Regions from separate parts of the Columba livia genome. Here region 2 is linked to region 1. Evidence: chromatin contacts called from public Hi-C data. All regions are on one chromosome and are shown on one strand. Each heading gives the region's core, a stretch centred on a gene start, on an enhancer-like site or on the middle of the called end of the contact. The rest is flanking DNA. Distances are from core to core; before and after follow the strand shown.

What was found. Hi-C and Micro-C count contacts between places; a contact is called where the count stands out from the background.
Region 2: a Hi-C map of crop shows a contact between it and region 1, with 4 times the contacts expected there. The contact joins two enhancer-like sites. A contact is called at or near these places in 2 of 2 Hi-C or Micro-C datasets (crop and liver).

The regions. Positions count from the first base shown.
Region 1 is chr2:100,383,053-100,386,641 of bColLiv1.pat.W.v2, forward strand. No RefSeq gene overlaps it. Among named protein-coding and RNA genes, the nearest start is that of ZNF236, 51 kb to the left of the region's middle. Within about 2 kb of position 1,354, at least 1 of the 3 cell types and tissues checked has an H3K27ac peak away from gene starts, as active enhancers do.
Region 2 is chr2:100,536,282-100,539,959 of bColLiv1.pat.W.v2, forward strand. All of the region lies in intron 2 of ZNF516 (zinc finger protein 516), which reads left to right. Among named protein-coding and RNA genes, the nearest start is that of ZNF516, 74 kb to the left of the region's middle. Within about 2 kb of position 1,945, at least 1 of the 3 cell types and tissues checked has an H3K27ac peak away from gene starts, as active enhancers do.

The DNA.
Region 1 (3,589 bases), core at 104-2,603:
TTTCCTTTGGCCAAATATGAACAAAAATGTGGAAGTGATCACTTTTCATATATTCTTAATGTTGCTAAATACTTTCTCACCTATATGTGTGTGCTCTGCTTATATATAAATAAAATAGTTGCGATAGCACAGTACAACCCAAGGTTTATTTGAGGGCAAGGTTTAGGAAAGCATGCCCCTTTTTAGAGAAGCATCCCTCTTTTTCCTCTGGGTAAGGAGGAGTGCTGTAATAGTAAAAAATTATCAGAGATAAAGCATCTTATCTCATTTACCTAGGCCCTAATTCTGTCTGTACTTTTAAAGTCCAGAACACAAAGCACACTATATTGAGGGCAAATTCCATAGCTTGTCTATCATGTACTCAAATGTACTTTTCAAAGGAAAAAGATGCCTTATAAAAATGCCTTTCTATATCTCTAGGTGAACTGTGTGGAATTCTTTAAGCTAAATTGCCCTCTGGATAATTTTGACAATGGGAAGGTATTACATAGGTGTGGAAAACAGATATACTTATCAGAAAGCTAGTAGCGAAATCTTGGTATCAGTTGTACCATTGTGAGGTCATGGATCAAAGACTTTGGTTGGTTTGCTTGAAAGTGTTTACCCCTAGCTTATTCTGCACTATATTCCTCCAAACAGTATTAATTAACCATTTTCAAGTCAAGTGAAACATTCTTCAGCTCACAAGACTTTTTTCTTCTCGAGAAAAGAATTTAACAAAGAAGAGAAAGGACAATCTCCTGAGGTTTGATTTGATCGTTATCCTTCTTAGTCTGAAAAAGGCAATTAAATTTAAAAAAAAACAAAAATAAAAACAAAAATGTGGGAACTTAAGGATGTTTTACAAAAATAATTCAGTGCTTTATTGCATATTTAGAGTTGCAAATGACCACTGATGAGTCATCCATGTGTTGGTAGTGTGGCAAATTTGATTTAATCTTTCTGAAGCTGTCCCTGATAAGAAGACATCTGCTTCTCTTCACCACTCTGACGTTTTGTCTTGAATATATCCATTCATGGTAGACATTTACAGCTTCATATCACTGTAATAGTCACTGGGAAGCCAAAGGAATGTACTTGTTTGCCCAAAAGGCAGGATTTGGTAAAGAGCTACAAGATGAATCAGAATTAACCATTCATTTTAGCCCTTTGACTTCAGTGGGCTGAAAGTGAAGAAAAGGGTTTACAGTTTGATCTTTCTTAACTCTTTTTATTTACGGCTATATCAGAACTCCAAAATGTCTAAATTGTGTAGAAACAAAAGCAGAGGACTCCATATAAACTTTGAAAAAGAGATGCAGATGCAGAGGGAAAAAGTGAGCCTAAGTATAGTGAAAGAGCAACAACCCTCAGAAACGTGTATGTACATCAAGGAGGGTATCTCCTTCTTCATCAAGAAGGTGACATCTCCTGACAAAACACATGTCTAGGAGATAAGGAACCTTAATTAAGATAGAGACCTATCTTATCACAGCAGCAAAATAAATTGTCAAAAATTTTACTGGAATTTACAGAAATCTCTATTTACCCCAAATAATTAAAATGGCTAAGGTAGATCTTTTAAAAATAGACTGGAAAAAGAGGCCTTGTAGGATAAGAAAACTATCACAGCATTACATGAATCATTCAGGACACTGAGTTACTAGCCTTTTTCCTGAACTGAGATAGAAAAAGGACTCTTCTTGTTATCCTGATTTTGTTATCATCTTACTTATAGAATAACTTGAGGAATTACTCAATAACTTGAATGGCCTGCCATTGAATGATACAGTTTGATATATAGTGAACTTAGATAACTTTTCTTCTATTCAAAAATCAATATCTGATCAATTGATGATCCTCCACCCTGTGCCTTGTTGTACCTGATAATCAAAGGCCATGATTCCCTATCACTGTTTTTCCAATGGCAAAACCTTGATACAGAAAATCACTACCAACATGAAAAAAAAGATTGCACTGGACCACCATCAGTACAATTCTGAGCAGCAGCAACAACTGCTTTTTGCTTTTGCAGCATCCAAACCTCCACTTGAAACTCACTGAAAGGACTTTAGGAAAGAAGGTATAATATAAAAAAATCTTATTCTGACCAAAAATATAATTAAATGGCATTTTGGGCCCAGGGCTTAAGCTGAGAAGGAGACCATTTCCTTTACTGTAAATAAGAGCAACAAGAGTCCAAACTTGCTTCCACTGAAGTCATAGACTTCATAATACAAAACAGGGATAGAGAAATTAACTTTATTTAAAAGTTGTCATTTCAGTTATGTTTCTGTTTCTCTAGATATTTGTATGCTTGTAGATAGGCATACATTTTCCGGTAAACACACCTCATTGTACTTTCTTTGCTTTTACAGGTTGAGGTTTAAGAAGTGTTCATGCATTCTTTCTTCTGTTGTATTCTCATACATGCTAATAGAACAGTAGGGTTGCTGTGATATCCTATACAGGATAAAAACAATAAAACTCTGACTTGGGATGTTTCTCATAAGTTTTCTTGCCTAAGTAAATGTATTGACTATGATTCTAACAGATCAAAACAATGACATTCATAAACAAAATAAACTGCGTACACACAACCTCTGGCCAAATTTTGATCTTGTTGTCACAAGTTTTATTATTCTTTTCCTCCATCCAACAGACATTGCCAAACAAATATGGTATCTCTACTACTTCTTATGTGCTATGGTAAGAACCTTAGTGTGGCGGGTTGTGTTGAAAACTTGTGAGATTTTCTTCCTAGCATGTCTATATAAACTGTTTATCGGCTCATCTCAAAATCTTCAATGAATTTCACCTCACAGAACCTTTGTGAAGTAGGAAATGGTTATGCTTACCATTTTATGTATTTGGGAAGTGAGCATCACAAAGAAAAAGACCAAGATTATTAAAGCTATTAAAATGTTCCTGCACTCAAGTCTTCCTGAAGTCACAGATCCCAATGACTACAGTACCCACCCAATTCACAGCAGAGGCTGGGCTGCCAGCAAACCCAGGAATGATTCATAATCACCCAACTATTGAATCTCAACTTTGTCCTTCTGTGTTTGCTTTTGACTGGAAAATATAGACCTGAGGAGTCTGTTCACTTAAAACTTTTCCAAACAAGAAAATGTTGCCATCCTTCTGGGAAATATTTTGGCTCTGATCAATCTGTTTCTTTTTTAGTTGTTGGAACTAGTTTTGTCTAATAATTCCCAATGAGCTCTTACTTTTCAGCATGTTGACTACATTATTGCAGGATAGTAGGAACTGGCACCTGCTCAGAAAGCTGAATTGTTCTGAAGCAGGTCTTTCTTCAGGTCTGTTTTTTCTTTAATGAACCTCAGAGGATGATATTGTGAAAGTTCACTCTAGTGTCATGTTTACATTCAGTAGCAACCTCAGACTAGAGTGTTTGTTTAAAAGGGTGTAGAATATGAAAATAAATCATCATTGGTGTCAGTTTGTTTTATTTCAGTCATGGTCACCATGGACACCAAATATATATATACAAGTAAACACAAAGGTTTCCAATTTTCATACATACAATTTTTCGTACTGACCATTTACCTTACAGAATGTCCATAATGTACTGTCTTACTGGAAC
Region 2 (3,678 bases), core at 695-3,194, 150 kb after region 1:
TGGTGGTGTTTTTTTTGTTTGTTTTTTTTCCTGAGAACAAAGAATTGTCTCCATTGTCCTACTCAAGGTCTGTCTTAGGCTTGAAGTTGAATTCACAGCATAAAAACGTACTTTTTTTTTCCTCAATGAGTTTAAAAAAAATCTGAAGCTTTTTATTCACATGCCCTCTGCAAATATTTTAAATTTAATAGTATGTTGCTGCAGCATCTCAGCTTGCCCTCCTCTGACTGTTAACCAGTGGTTTGGAGTAATTTAAAACTGACTTGGTTGCAAATGTTGGATACCATCTCCATAGATACCTGCTTTCTTGTGCACGTCCCTGCTCATTGGTTTGTCTTCCTGTTAGTTTTATGTAAGTGAAGCTTCTCCCACTCCTACAGCACTTTTAAAAATCTGCAATAATATTCTCTCAACACTCGGCAGGGGAAGGATTTTCCATTTGTGAGTTCTTTGTGTTTTGTTCTCCCACGTTTCTGTATTTCCCCCAGTGGCTGCACAAGAAGTTGAAGCGATTGTTTCCTATGGAGAGATGCATGTGGGCTCACTGATTACCCCACATCAAGAATGACTCTCTGAAAAGAAACATAGAGATTGACACGACCTCATCCTACTGCTGACTGCCCAAACTCTGGCCTGTTTTGATGAGATCTTTCTACATAGCGGGAGCACCGAACAAAAGTCAAAACCTCCGTGTGGGACGTTTTGTTTCCCTAAACTGGATGCTTTTCTACCATCTGTAAATGTGGTGCTTCCTTTGAAGTAACCTGTATTAGCCTGTTGGGGTGTATTATTTCAAGGGAGTTTTGATTTTAAAGAAAAAAGGTATAATATAGCACATTATGTAGAAAAGCCCATCAAAATAGTGTACTTCCTGTCTCCCTGGCAATTTCTCTACTTACACCCCAGATCACTGGACCAGACACAGCTTCAGCTGTGGGAAGGATTTTGTTCTCTTTATTTTCTTAGTGGTTGCAGACACTTCAGCCTAACCTGAAGTGAATTGCTCATTGTCGTTAGACACCTTGGTGCACCTCAGTCCTGTGGGAAGCGTTCGAGAGGATGGAGCCCCCCTGTGCCCCTCAGCGCTGGCAAGTGTCTGCTCTTGGTCACTGTATGACTTGTGTGTCCCTGTCACACAGAGACTTAACTGTGTGTACAGTTTCTGTTATGGATGGCAGGGGAGATCAGAGATTTCCCCAGGGTGGGGACCAGGTTTCCCAAATACACAGTTGGTAAACGGTGTAATGGGAAGATCTGTGGGATGCTGGTGGCCCCTTCTCAGTCCTGCAGTGAGTTATCTTTTGGTGCTGGTGGCTTTGTGTGTGTGCGTTTGCCTTTAAATAGTATTATTATTATTACTATTTTATTTCTATTTTTTCCTCAACTTGGAGGCATTCCCTGGTGCAGAGGACCCAACTGAGGCTGCAGGTGCTGGTGGCAATTCACAGGGTGGGATGTTTCCACCTGCACTGGGTTAGCCACGCTTAGGGCTGGTGGTCCTAAAGCGGTGGTTGTAGGAACACTCTCACCTGCGAGGTGTGTTTTGTTGTTTTGTGGTGTCTTTTGTTGTTGATTTCTGGTTTATTCTTGTTCTTGTTGGTTCGTTTTTTGTTTGCGGGGCGGGAGGGGGGCGTGTTTTTGCGCTGTGGGTAGGGTTTTGGAGCAGGAGGCCCGGACGGCACCCCGCCTAACCCAAGGCGCAGACAAGAAGGCGCTTTAGCGAGGGGTGGCGGTGCAGGGCGGGTCGGCCCAGCCCCTGCAGCGGCGGCGGCTCATCCGCTGGGCGGCGGCGCCACCTGGTGGCGGCGGAGGGAGTGGCCGGCGCCGTGTCCCCCCCCTTCCCTTCTTCCTCCTCCTGCTGCCGGCCTGCTCGCCAGCTCTGCGATCCGCAGCTGCCCGGTGCCTGCTCGCTGCTGAGCCAGGGACTGACATCGGCATGCGGGGAAAATAACAGCGCCTTTAATGAGACGGAAAATACCGGAGTTTTCTTGTAGGCAGTGCGCAGGGGACATCCGATTTCACTGCGCTCTTTGGCACACGGGAGCTACGGCAGTGTGTTCATGGGAGGAAAAGGTCAAATATGTGGCACATCATGATAAATTCATAGGGTGAGCTTTTAATAGGGAACACAAAAATGATCAGAGGGCTGAAACACCTCTCCTGTGAGGACAGGCTGAGAGGGTTGGGGTTGTTCATCCTGGAGAATGTTCCAGGGAGACCTTAGTGTAGCCTTTCAGTATTTAGAAGTGGCCTATAAGAAAGGTGGGGACAGACTTTCGTTGCAGTAGGAAAGGGGGTGATGGTTTTAAACTAAAGTAGGGGAGATTCAGCCTAGACATGAGGAAGAAATTGTTTACAATGAGGGTGGTGAAACACTGGCCCAGGTTGCCCAGAGAGGTGATAGATCCCCATTGCTGGAAACATTCAAGGCCAGGCTGGACGGGGCTCTGAGCACCCTGATGTAGTTGAAGATGTCCCTGCTCATTGCAGGGGGTTGGTTTTGATGAGCTTTGAAGATCCTCCTAACCCAGACTGTATTATGATTCTGTGATTTTATGCAGATGAAGGTGCCAAGGTGAAGTGCACCTTAGTAGTGCTAAGAGCAGAGATAGGTAACTCTGTGTAACCTCTTGTAACTGCTTTGAGTCACTTGAGAAGCTATGTGTTTCTTTTGACTAAAGAACTAGAACTCAAATCAGGTTCATGCAATGTTTGTGCCAAAAAGAGTGGTTATCACCTGGACCTTATGTATAGTCAGGTGTGCAGGTGGATTAAATAATGGATCAAATGCATCTTAGTGAATAGATTTAGAATGACTCCAAGGAGGATTTTCAAAATGCTTTATTTCCCTGACATTGCTCTAATCTGTATCTTTACCAGAGTAGTTGTGGTTATAAAGTACTTCTTCGTGTGATGCTACTGGGGGGACATACATACACACACACACACACTATGCAGTTGTTTACGTTTCTCTTTTTGGAAATATCTGGGCAAACATCTGTTGTTTTTTTTTTTTCTTGTTTTTTTTTTCTGCATGATTTTCTGCTATTTAAGAATGTGAATTAACCAGATTGATTTCTTAAGCCTGTTCTTCCTCAGGCGAGTTTTATTTCTGCCTGGAAGCAGTCTTTAGGAGTCAACTGTGTTTGGGATGAGGGGGTGGATAGCGTGCCTTTTGTAACAGGAGGGAGTGGATAAATGGCAAGTAAATGATGTAGGTGATCTGAGGAGCTCTGTCTTTGTTGGTAACTTAATCCTTCATTTTATTTTTTTCCCTGTGGAGTTTTATGTGCATAACAACAGACCCTGCAACTGATACACATCTCTGGTGGTAGCGTGGGGAGGTGGTTTAGTTGCCTCAGTTCCCCTTGTTTCCCCTCAGTGCATTGTTCAACCTGCTGGAGCTGCTCTGCCCAGACCCGTTGTGTGCTGCTGGGAAAGCAGATGGCCCTCCTGCTTTTCCAAAAACTCAGGACCTGAGCGCTGGGGAATAATTAACACTTGAGCTCCTCAGACGGAGAGGTGTCAGTACTGCTTCTTGCAAAAATACACCAGGCCACAGCTCTTTCCCAAGAATAGATGCAGCTTGTTCCTTGTTCCCAGCGGGATTCTCCTCCATCCCGACAGGTTTGCATGTCTGAGGAGAAAAGATTTGTTCTAAAGTCGCAGGCATCTTTC